Linked DNA regions of Danio rerio: regions 2 and 3 are each linked to region 1. A link is a contact called in public HiChIP or PLAC-seq and Micro-C data. All regions are on one chromosome and are shown on one strand. The core of a region is the stretch at or near the end of the contact, and the rest is flanking DNA. Distances in the headings are between cores, read along the strand shown.

Region 1 (4,361 bases), core at 1,562-4,061:
TCAGTTGCGTTTCCAGGGATGGTTCCTTCGCACAATTAAATGAGAGCGTATAAGCATTTAAAAACTCGCGCACATGACATCAGCTGTGCACACAACACACGATGCGCCTGATCATCCTGTTCCTCTGTTTCTGAATGTTTCAGATTTATTGATGGAGGAAATAATTAAAGGGCCAAAAAAAAAAAAAAACATTCCAGAGTTAACATATGTTTGAGTTAAAAAACGTTATCATAATTACTCTTAAAAAAACAGTTAGATTAGCTTTTTATTTATTAAGCCATTTCATCATGCATGTTGTAAAAATAGAAAAAAAATAGGTTTGGCACAAAGCGTGAAGCATAGAGAGCTTTTTTTGTTGTTTTTAAATAATTCAGCAAAGGGAATACTGCCTGACTGATACACAGAAACAAGACAGTGCAAAAAAGTCTAATCTCTAAAGTGTGTTGTTTATTTAAAAGTGTCATAAATATTATTTACCTTCCCAACACCCATGGACAGCTCCATATTTACAACAAACACCATTTTGAACATCAAGTCCTCATCACCCTCTTCCTGTGATAAAAACAAACAAAATTAAATCAACGTTTACTGTGACAACGTTTAAATGAACATCAATAATTGAATTTTTAGTCTTAATCTATATAAGGCAATGATATGATTAAGGTGTTTACATGAGTTGCTTTTTGAATGTTCCTTTCATGATCTTGTTTTACATGTTAAAGCACGTAATTTAACTAGCATCACTACGTCACCACGCTATCCACATATACCGAATGATACCGCATTCTATGGGGTTGGGGGGGGGGGGTGTCTGTCTGTCTGTCTGAGGTCCAAAAATCAGAAATTGTGAAAATCCTACACAACGGTAATAGTTTAAGGTGTTTACATGTATGTACTGCACTTCAATAATAAAACTAAAATTGGCATACTCCACGTCTTAATTCAATTTCTGTTTAGTTCAAATATGACCTTAATCAGATTAACCAAAAATCACTGTTTAAGACTCTTAATCAAGAGTATTGTCCTAATCGTATTAAAATCAGATTATTAGTGTCCATGTAACTGTACTCAAAGTTTAATTTTAGCCTGTTACCATTGAGTCAAATAAATTAACATGAACTATTTATAATTAAATATCCTCAAATAAAAAAGTGTTTGAGGATATAGACGCATCAGGTATTAATACATTTTTAAATCACTTTTATTAAGCAAATGAGTTCTAGAAACAGCACAAACATCAAATCTTAAAATCGTGAGCTAGTTTTAAATGTGGAGAATTAAAAAGAATCTGTTTCTTCAAATGACAAAGTATTTTCTAACAGAATGATTAAATGATTGTTATTGATCCCAATGAATAAGGCAACTATTTGACAATTATTCAAACAGTTATTTGTGGAGCGCTGTGGACAAATCAGTGTTCAACTGGTTTAAACAATGGATTTACCTCATTCTCTAGTTTGTTAAAGTAATACATTGCGGCCTCCTCTGCAGACACATTCTGTGTGTGTAAGAGTGCCTGTAAGAAAACGCCAAAAAACAATTCCAAAGACATGTCATTACAAGGCACCAAACATATTAACTAGGGTAAAGTTGGTTTTATATTCACACATTTGTTCAGTGACAACCTATGACAAAGTCCCTATATTGTTTACCACGCTACTTTGGATATTCAGTCAGAAATTGCATGACTTCAAAACAACATCAGCACTATTTAACTGACTGTGAACCATGTTATACTTTGATCATCTTATGATTTCCCTATTTAGAATTTGCAATGAATACTTTTCAGAAAATATAGCACTAAAGAGAAAGTCCAAATGTGTGAATATAAAACCAAATTTAACCTCAATAATATCATTCAACAACTTTTATTAGTGCACGGTTCTGCAAATACAAAATGTCCAGGACACATAATGCTCTGACACTTAAAACGGGTGCATATTTTGACATTGACAAATTAAAGCAAGCACTTTAGTCAATACAATCCTCGTCAAATTAATGAGTTAGGTGTAATTTGTAAAGGTGTGAAGTCCACCTGCTTGGCTGCTTCCTCGGGAATGTCCAACTCTCTGAGCTGCTGCAGGAATACAGGGTTCACTTCCTGCTGGGACTCCATTTCTAAAATACAAACATATACATTTTACACTCCTTACTGCCATATGTCACGGTTTTCAAATAGATTTCTTGTCAAATTCTAGTTGAAGTTAGCATTATTCCTGGATGTAACGTCAGTGTTCGGATTACAGGCAGATCACTGACGCTAGTTCATGTGGAGATATGCTATAGATTGAATGAAACTGGGGCGTTTGGTTTGAAAAGAATGAACACAGTGTGTTTCACTGCCCACGCCTCCAGATTCGTATAAATGCAACAGAAGACGCGTTAACGTAAATATGTTAAGGTTTCCATTGCACGCTGTCCAAGTTTACGCCAGATTTTGTTATGCTAACGTTAGCATTGCCGCTAATTCTGTGAATTTTTAAGAATCCAACATAAAAAGCAGTTCAAGACACTCGTGTTCTGTAGTTTAGAGTGGTAAAGAGCACGTCTCTTACCTGCTTTACTGCACTAGTGAACGAGCGATTATCAGCCAGTGAGACTGTGAGCTTCTTATCGAGCGATTGTTTCGTCTTCTTACCCTCAGGTTGGCATAGAGTCATTTGTGATACGCGGTTATATTAAACAGTTTATTCCCATTAAATGCTGCTTATTTTTAAGCACTTTGCTGCAACAATGGCTTTGCACGCAAACGTGATTTACACATTACCGTATACACAGAGTTCATAGGTCACGTTGGTTGGTTTCATTTCCGGGTTAACGTAGGAAACGCTACAAAGAAATGGACACCGAATAGTTGTTTTTGTCCTTTGAAACATTCTAAAAAATTGTATAGGCTTCACCTACATTGTAGTCATCCACACAATGTATCTTAAATTGTCCTCGCGTTTGATTAAGATTCCCTTTTTCATTATTCGATTCCCTACCAAGTGGATGGCGTAAACAAATAATAAAAAAAACTACAAACATGGCGGAAACGCGTAAGGTCAAAGGTACGTCACCATGCCGTCATTAAGAGGATTTTTTTCTCTGTTAGATCAGATTAATGACTTTTGAATTTTGGATGTCATGTTAAAATTGTATATTTGTTGTTCAATTTAAAAAAAAAAAATAAATAAATAAATAGATCAGATAAATGTCTACTTTATAAATATTTTACTTTTACTTGCTAAATGTCACATCCATAAATACAAATTCTCCAATAATAAACCGGTTTTTAAGATATTCATAAAATAATTGAAACTGTACTTTGAAATACTTTCTGGTTCAGGAAACACTAAGGCTAGGAATCATTATCTGGTCGGAAACACTATCTGGTCATGCCCTATTTAAAATGCCCCTGTAACAGCGGTACTTCGTTTAGAAATACTTACACTCTTAATATTGTATTTTTATTTTAAGCTTTACTTTATATGTATTTCTTGTTTAACTTATTGTATTTTTCTTCTTCTTTACTGTTTTATCCCTCTGGCATCTGGTATGTTCCTAGTTCATAATGTTTCATTTTGTAATAACTTACTGTTAAAAAAAAAGATCAGATTAATGTATTTATACGAAAGTTTAGAGTTGACACTGAGTAGTGCTGTTCCTTTTGTGTGAATGCTGATGAAACGGAGGTACTTATGGTCATGTCATTACAATCAAGAGTTTTGGAATAATATAGATTTCTTTATTAAGGTGAAGTATCTACCTGAATTTTCTACACAAATGAAAATTATTATTTTGGGTTTTTTTTAACTCGGACCCCACAAAAGAAAATAATGTGTTTTTAATCAATTTGATTATTTTCTTGAGTAAATTTTACATTCACAAATGCAAATTCACAAATGCTTTTAGGATCTTTGTATGAGTAACCTTAAATTAAACCTTGCATTTGCAAAAAAAAAAAATGTTTTTTTTTTTTCCTTTTCTCTCTTCTCTTTATCTCAAATGTTATATTTTTCCATTGTTTCATACTGTACTGTACTTTTTGTCAATGCCATTTGTTGATTAATACTGTAATTTTGGTTTCATTTACTGTTATGTATGTATTTATGTTCCTGGTTTCAGCAATAAAAAAGTAAAAAGATCATGTTAATGTATTGAGCCTACTGTAAAGTGTTTTGGGTTGACTTTTTCAGTTTCATAAAAAGAATTATTTCCAAACGTTTGTATTTCCCACAAAAATGTATTCTTTGGTTACTCTCTGAACTCTGAATGAATCCTTCTCATTGTAAATTTATTATTAATTTATTATCTTTTCTAGCTCATTTTTACATCCACAAATGTACATTTTTAAAGAAACACCCTTTCTTTCAGGAAGG
Region 2 (4,359 bases), core at 7-2,506, 160 kb before region 1:
TTTAGAAGTCTCTATAATGTTTACCATGTTACTTTGAATATTAGATCTGAAATAGCATGCAAGTGTGACTTGAAAACAACATTAACACTGTTTATTTGACTATGAACAATGTTGTACTTTTATAGTCATTGGCTGCTAATATGATTTCACTATTTAGAGTTTGCAAATAACACTTTTATGGAATTATATTATTAAGGGGAAAGTCTGAATGTGCGAATATAAAACTAACTTTACCTCTATTCACATGAGCTGCTTTTATTTGCTTTCTAAATGTCTTTGTATATAATTTATTTTCTTTTGTAACAATGAATTAAGAAAAAGAAAGTCTTCTAACTTAGAAATTAAGCCAAAGCATTAAAGGCAATTAGCTTTACTTACACCACATGACATTCAAGTTAACTGTGTTAATGCATTTTTAAAAACGCATTAGCTTTTCAACGCTTGCCTTTAATACAATCTGGTAGGTGTTTATTTGTTGATATTTTGTTATCACGTCACTCATTGGCCCATTTCACAGCTACCTGACGTAGGTTTGCGGTGTTCAACCTTACCCCCGGTGTGACCTCCTTCGCCCTGTACTGGCTCTTGGAGAACACATCAATCAGATCGGTTAATTCCTCGCTCCTACTAGCCATCATCATCGAGCCGTCACCCGCCTTCTGCTCGATCCGAACCCGCCCTTCCTTAAAAAGCGCAGCTCCCTGATGCCGAGAGGATCCTCCAGGCCATCCTTTCAGGGCAAGCTTCTTCCTCACAGCCCGTTTTAAGGCACCGGGGCCGGAGCCGGGAACACGTCCCGAGTTCAGGGTCCTGGCAAGGTGATGCCCCTCCACAGCACTGGTGATCAAAATAGCCCGTTGCCGACTGTCTTTAACGACACGAGGAATACTTCAAGGTTTCTTACCACTGTAATTTCATCAGAAAGAAAAAACGAAGAGTTTTGTCCATTTATTAAGAAAACCACGCGTTGCTGTGTCCCTTCTTTTGCTGCCCTCACATCAAAACCCCGCATCCCACTGAAGTGAACTCAACACCCGGTCACCAATCACAGGAAACCCGCACGCTTTTCGACCTCAAGTTTTTAAAACGTCTAGATATCGTTGTGAAGACAATACCTTCAATGTTGCTTACAACGCCAGAACGATCAGTGGTGCGAAAATGCACACGAAAGAGCGCTTTTGTAATACTGCAATGATATTTAGCCGTGTTTGATGTAGCAAAGGAACTTTAACCAGGGCCAGTAGTAAACAGGAAACTGACGTGATCATGTGATCCATACTTCCTGAAAGGTACGTCAAGCGCAAGCGTCACCGAACCGGTTGTCATTTCATTCCCGATAGGTCGCTCTTGCATCGTCTTTTGATATTACTAAATCGTATGTTCGCAAAACCTGTTTTACTATAAATACCAAGATTAACGTTAATAATAAGGCTATCCGGACTCTTTTCCAAAGAGAAAAGTGTGGCTGTTACAACAGAAATGTCATGTTATATATAAAATTAAAGAAATATTCTATAAACTTCTCCACAGATTTTATCCAGCAAAACATTATTTTAAAACATTTAAAATCGGAATTGATGTGAATTGTATTTTTTTGTCAAGAATATGAGGAGACTGCTTTACACTTATTTTGGCATTGTGAATACTCAGTCAACTTATGGAGTGAGATGCAAAAAAAAAAAAAAACAATTAATAACAAATTACAGTGTTCTAAACCTCTCTCATGGTGTGAAAATGTACTTTTTGGCTCTACTGTGTAGTCAAGGGGAAACTAGTTTTTATTTAATTAATTTATTATTTTGCTAACAAAATTTTACATGCATAAATGTAAATTTACCAATAAGACACCAAAGTTTAAGGTATTGATGACTGAATTATGCTTATATTAGTAGTATTAAAGACTAAATAAGAATTTATAGACTAAATAAGAAAGCCCTACCCGCTTTAAAATGTTTAAAATGAACATTATTTATTGGATTATTACATGTACATTTTGTATATTCGTATTTGATTACCCCCTGGCATGTATAATTTTGTGCTGTTAAAATATTATAATAAAAAAAGATTGCTCTTGTTGTTATTAAAGCCATTCCTATCGCGTTTGTCTAATTAAAGAAATAGTTTATTCTACCCTTGTAACCCCAATTGTTATTCCTGTGTTAAAGGCTGTGATTTTAAAGCATGTAATTTTTTTTAAAAGATTAGAAATCTATTTAACAACATTTTATATCCTTTAGCAGTTTATAGAAATAAAATTTCAAATAAATTCTCTAAAGATACCATTCACATACTTAGAACTAAACATTTAAAGTTTCCTCTGTCTTCAAAAACTAAAGAAGTTCAATTTAAAATTTGAAGTGGGATATATCCATCAAATTAATATTTAAAAATTTGATTTATATTTGAGTCTAATAAATGTATGCTTTGTGATGATATTGAAACAACAGATCATTTGTTTTTTCACTGTATGTTTGTGAATGCATTATGATTGGTCGGATGTTTATGACTGGCTTTACCCAAAGATTCCACACCTCAGGGTCTTTAATTTGAATGACATTATTTATGGACCTGTAATGGACAGTAAGGAAGATGCCTTTCTAATCAACAACATCCTTATGCTTGGAAAATTTTACTTACATAAATCAAAATATTTGAAGGTGAAACCAATGTTTTGTGCTTTTTACAATGAGATTTTTTTCTGATAAAAAAATTTCTTAAGATAATAAAAACAAAAAGTGCAATAAATCTTCCATCTTTAATAGAAAAGTATAAATTACAGGAAATCCCCTGGTGCTTTTTATTTATTTATGTTATTTTAAGATTTAGATATGTATATTATTTTACTTATAATTATTTTCTGTAAAATATTATTTGTTCTTTATTTGCACCTGTATAAATTATAATCTTCTTATTATTTTTTCTCCGAAGTAAGACACCTGGTATGTTTTTTAACATCACACAGGACAATGATACAAAGCAGTAATTTCCCATTCCATTTGCTTATTATTATAATGATATAAAATTTGAACAATAAAAACACACTTGGAGTCTTTATCTAATAAAGTAATTATTATTTTTTTTATATTACAATAGAGAGGAACACTATAAACATAGCTGTTAGCAGTTAAAAGTCAGGAAAGGGTACACATTTTTGAAGTGTTTTCTAGATACTGCCAGACAATCTCCCTTATCAGATTCAAAAAAATAAATTTTTGAACATTTGTTGGTTTAAGCTACGTTTTTGTAAAGCAAAATGTGCAGGTGTCATGGGGGTATGTGGTTAGCACTGTCGCCCCACAGCAAGAACGTCACTGGTCCAAATACTGGCTGAACCAGGAGGCTTATCTGTGTGGAGTTTGCATATTTTCCCCATGTCTGCTTGGGTTTCCTCTGGGTGGTCCAGTTTCTCCACAGTTATGCGCTATAGTTGAACTAAATAAAGCAAATTGGCCATAATGTTTGGTTGGCTTAATGAATGGCTTATTCCCTCTTGGAGCAGGAAATAAGCTGAAGGAAAGTGAGTGAGTGAGTGAGTGAGTGAGTGAGTAAAGCAAAATCTGTTGAAGATGGTGACCCATGTTGGAGAGTAACTCATGAAATATATATTTTTTATTACATGAAGTTCTTATTGTTCATTTAAATATTTGTGTCTTACAAAAGACTTAAAGATTTATCTTACAATGAAATCTAGGACCAGAGGCTTGAGAATTTCCTGATAAAAAGGGAACAACTCGAACTTTGACTCCTTAAACGTCGACTTCATTCTGATAATAAAGGCTTGGTGAACATTTTCAGACAAACCACCAGTCAGTGATCTGCGGATATATGAAACATTCACGCATCAGTCATTGGAAAAAGAAGAGGTGAAATGCTTACAGAACAGGCATAAGCAGTTGTAGTGAATTTTGTTCAAAGGGAAATATTCATAATTAATTCTAATTCATATAATAATCTCAATAACATAATTAATTATCATTCATTCATTCATTTTCTTTTCGGCTTAGTCACTTTATTAATCTGGGGTCGTCACAGCAGAATAAACTGCTAGCTTATCCAGCGGATGCCCTTCTAGTCGCAACACATCACTGGGAAATATCCATACACCCTCATACACACACACACTCATACACTACAGTCAATTTTAGTATACACAATTCACCAGTACCGCATGTCTTTGGACTTATGGGGGAAACCGGAGCACCCGGAGGAAACCCACACGGACACAGGGAGAACATGCAAACTCCACACAGAAATGCCTACTGACCCAGCCGAGGCTTGACCCAGCTACCTTCTTGTTGTGAGGTGAACATGCTACCCACATAATTAACTATAATTTATAATTATAATTATAGCTAATAA
Region 3 (3,938 bases), core at 53-2,552, 210 kb before region 1:
GCATTTCTGTGTAGAGTTTGCATGTTCTCCCTGTGTTTGAGTGGGTCTCCTCCAGGTGCTCCAGCTTTCCCCACAGTCCAAAGACATGCAGTATAGGTGAATTGGATAAACTAAATTGGACGTGGTGTATCTGTGTGTAAAAGAGAAAGTGTATGGGTGCTTCCCAGCACTGGGGGTTCATGAGTTAATGTACTCAATGCAGGGTTGGGGCCGGAAGGGCATTCGCCTTATAAAACGTATACGGTATACCAAAATAATTAATGGTTCATTCTGCTGTGGCAGCCCCTGATAAACCATGGACTAAGGTAAAGAAAACTTGAGTGGGAAATTATTGTATAAAATGCAAAAGGGAAAAAGATTACTTTACCTGTTCTAAAGGGGTTGTTTTAAATAAGCAACTTGAGATGTAAAAGTTTTTTTCACATTTTTTTAATATAGATAGATAGATAGATAGATAGATAGATAGATAGATAGATAGATAGATAGATAGATAGATAGATAGATAGATAGATAGATAGATAGATAGATAGATAGATTTACAGACTCTCTAGAATCATGCGACAACCCTCATGATTATATTCTTCAAGAGACCTCTCTATCGTTGTGTATACTGTTAAAGTTTCACAATGTTATTATCATTTATTCAACAGCCTGTTTTTAATTTTTGTTTTTCATTAGGGTGATATTTCATTCACTGTGGGAGCGAACAACCGCGAGAATTTTCTAAAAACGCTTTCTTCAAACCTAATACCTACTCATATCACATTATGATTCACATGCACACGGCAAATTTCAACAGATAAATCTCCGTCTAAAGGACTGATTAAGTGGTCAAAATCATGTAATTTATATACGTGCAAAATAAGTATCGTTCCAACAAGACGTCGCAGTTTGAACACACACATTCACACGCAATCCTGCCAGCATGGTTGCACAAAATGTTTATTAATTGCCTAAACCTGTACGGTGTCATTACTTATAGCCGTTGCACTTTTCTTTACCCTTGATTAAATCTTGCAGTGTAATAACTAAAATATGTTTTTATTTCGTCAAATCATTTTAGAGTAGGCTAAAGTAATTAAAAGCAAACTTACCGCACAGATATCAGCGTTTGTTCTCCACTTATTTTATTCTCAAGTGATTTTTCGTTTGTTCTCGTCGTTTGTGTGAGATGCCATCACCTATCCACTCTTCCAACAATCCCACCTGATTTATTAATTGTTCCGATACCAGTTTATATTTTTGCTTCTCAACAAACTGCTCAACATCAGTCGACCGACGCACACTTCCCTCCGCTTCTAGTGGTTGGATGTGAAATGATGCGCATTTATTCAGTCACGGGTGGAAAGTACACACCCATAGCAGCCAAATGGTGCAGCTCATTGGAACGTCAACTCGTGGATGAACGTATTTACAAACCCTGCGAATATTATCAGTTATGAAAAGACGAAGAAAATGGTCTAAGAAATTATTTTTTTTCTTCAATGTTCTCAATGTAAGATCATGGGTTAAATTTTGAAATAAGCCAAATAGTCTATTGCAATTTATTTTAGTCATGCTCGGATTTCCTTTTATTGTGAGGGTTAAATAAGAGTTTACTGAATTCGGATTAGATCACAAAATCCAATCTTGACACCAATCACCTCTGACTGTCAAAAAAAATTGGCATTCTTTTGATTAAATAAATAAATTATTGATACTAACTAGAGTGGGAATCAAAAACAAAACTTTTAATAATCTTATAATAATCTGTAGTAATCTTTACATACATTTTTTTCAAAATTAATTTCTATCATGTAGCATAAACATTTGCATTTTTAATTTAGTTAAGTGTTGGACATGTTGCCACTTTATGATTTAAAATGCATATATATAAATATATATATATATATATATATATATATATATATATATATATATATATATATATATATATATATATATATATATATATATATATATATATATATACAAGATGGTGTTTCTTTGTTTTTTTTACAGCAGCCAAACTGTTTTATGTGGTCTCATTAAGAGCATTAGTAATCCATATACCAAAGTGTGTAACTAAATCAGGGTGATCCAATCCCATTTTACTTTAGAAAAACTGGCACAAAAGTACCTGATTCTGCATAGCAAAATTGGGTATTTCCAAATTCAAATCTGATTCAGATTAAACTTCTTGTGCTACAAAAGTCTAGGTTGAAGTTTTAAAAAAAAAATATCCCATTGGGTCCTTCTGTAATGTGAAGGGACTCTGAAAACAGGGAGTGTGGATCCAAACGCAGGTTTTATTAGCAGGGAATGGTCCGACAAGCAACAGTCAACACAGGTGCAAATAGATGTATAAAGGCAATACAGAGTAGTGGTCGATAAACAGGAAAATGGTCAAAAGGCAAGCAGCAGACAGGAATAAACAAACGAAACAAAGCAAGGATTAAACACAAAAGGCAAGGCATGGAAAATGTGTCGTAATGCTAACAGTACAGTTTACAAGACTCAGCAATGAGACTGCCAAAGTGAGCCGTATATATGTGTGTGTTATCAGACAGTCGATGAGCAGCATCAGCTGTGGAAGTGTAATTAATGGAACAGGTATGTATGTGTGTTGCATGACTGGATCTTGTAGTCCATATGCCAGTAGATTTGTAGTCCTATGTGATCTGTTTGTTTGCAAGTAATCTGTAAAGATTAGATCCCTGGTGATTGTGACACCTACTTATAAAGCTAACAATGTGCCTAATTTTCACCCTGTCAGATAATACCCATTATCAAGAATCACACAAAAAATAACATTGACTGTTTGTTCAAACTACTTAAACTATCATTTTTGTGTTTTGAGGGTACACTAATTGATTTATGTTCAATCCACCTGAATTTGTAAGAACTAATAAATTAATGCAATCCCCTTAATGTTGTCCCAACACAAGTCATATGTGTGGAACCCAGCATTTTTTATAGTGTGTTCTTATTGGTCCCTGTACACTGCAATCCAATCCTCAAAAGTTAACGTTCCTTTCAGCAGGTGTGCAATCCAACCAAACAGACTTTAATGTAATGTTTATTTATATAGCGCATTTATCGTGTATGGCCATACACCCAAAGCGCTTCATGATCATGAGGGGAGTCTCTTCACACCACCACCAGTATGCAGCATCCACTTGGATGATGCGACGGCAGACACAAGACAACGGCTTCAGTGTGTTCACCACACACCAGGTATTGGTGGAGTGGAGAGACAGTGATAGAGCCAATTCATTAGATGGGGATGATTGGGAGGCCATGAGTGTAAGGGGACGATTGAGGGAGTTTGGCCAGGACACCAGGGTTTACAAAAAGTGCCATGGGATTTTTAATATTCCATTTTTATTAACCACAGAGAGTCAGGACCTTGGTTTACTGTGTCATCCAAAAGACAGCGCTCACTGACCGTGTAGTGTCCCCTTCACTTTACATGGGCATTAGGACTCACACAGACCACAGGTACAGGTTGAGCGCCCCCTGCTGGCCTCTCTAACACCCCTTCCAACAGCAACCTAGTTTTCCCATGTGGTCTCCCTTATAGGTACCGACCAGGCTCAGCCCTGCTTAGCTTCAGTGATTAACCAATCTTGTGCTGCAGGGTGATATGGCTGTTGAGGGTCAAATAGTCAAATCAGCATGCAGTGACCTCTAAAATTTGACTCCTATCAGATTATGCATGGTTTAGCATAACAGTGTCTATCTGTGTTTTTATACGTATTTGTTTATAATCAAGTGTTATTGTGTTAGTTTCACCTTTAACTGTGTCTGAACTGTAAGTAATATTTGTAATTGGTGCATTATCCCTTGAATTCTGCCATTCTGCAACCGCAGTCACATATACCATCATTGATTGAGGGAAGACAGAGTAATGAGGAATTCTCATGGGTAAAGTAATGGTTAAACCATACGATTCAGTC

Evidence for each region. A called contact is a pair of places that touch in the nucleus more often than the background predicts. HiChIP or PLAC-seq counts read pairs in DNA pulled down with a chosen protein or histone mark.
Region 2: a contact with region 1 is called in a Micro-C map of caudal fin, with 7 times the contacts expected there. The contact joins the promoter of mtmr14 here to the promoter of si:dkey-19e4.5 in region 1. A contact is called at or near these places in 2 of 18 Hi-C or Micro-C datasets (caudal fin and hematopoietic stem cells) and 2 of 4 datasets of contacts at active chromatin or transcription factors (embryo and gastrula embryo).
Region 3: an H3K4me3 HiChIP or PLAC-seq map of embryo shows a contact between it and region 1, with 5 times the contacts expected there. The contact joins the promoter of si:dkey-43k4.5 here to the promoter of si:dkey-19e4.5 in region 1.

The regions. Positions count from the first base shown.
Region 1 is chr6:20,327,817-20,332,177 of GRCz12tu, forward strand. It overlaps si:dkey-19e4.5, which reads right to left and starts at 2,812. Exons shown (of 7, transcript NM_001326571.1): 1 at 2,556-2,812; 2 at 2,036-2,118; 3 at 1,445-1,516; 4 at 478-552. The coding sequence starts at 2,116.
Region 2 is chr6:20,168,498-20,172,856 of GRCz12tu, forward strand. It overlaps mtmr14 (myotubularin related protein 14), which reads right to left and starts at 1,257. Exons shown (of 19, transcript XM_009302320.5): 1 at 552-1,257. The coding sequence starts at 641.
Region 3 is chr6:20,120,397-20,124,334 of GRCz12tu, forward strand. si:dkey-43k4.5 reads right to left here and starts at 1,303. Exons shown (of 3, transcript XM_073954023.1): 1 at 1,095-1,303.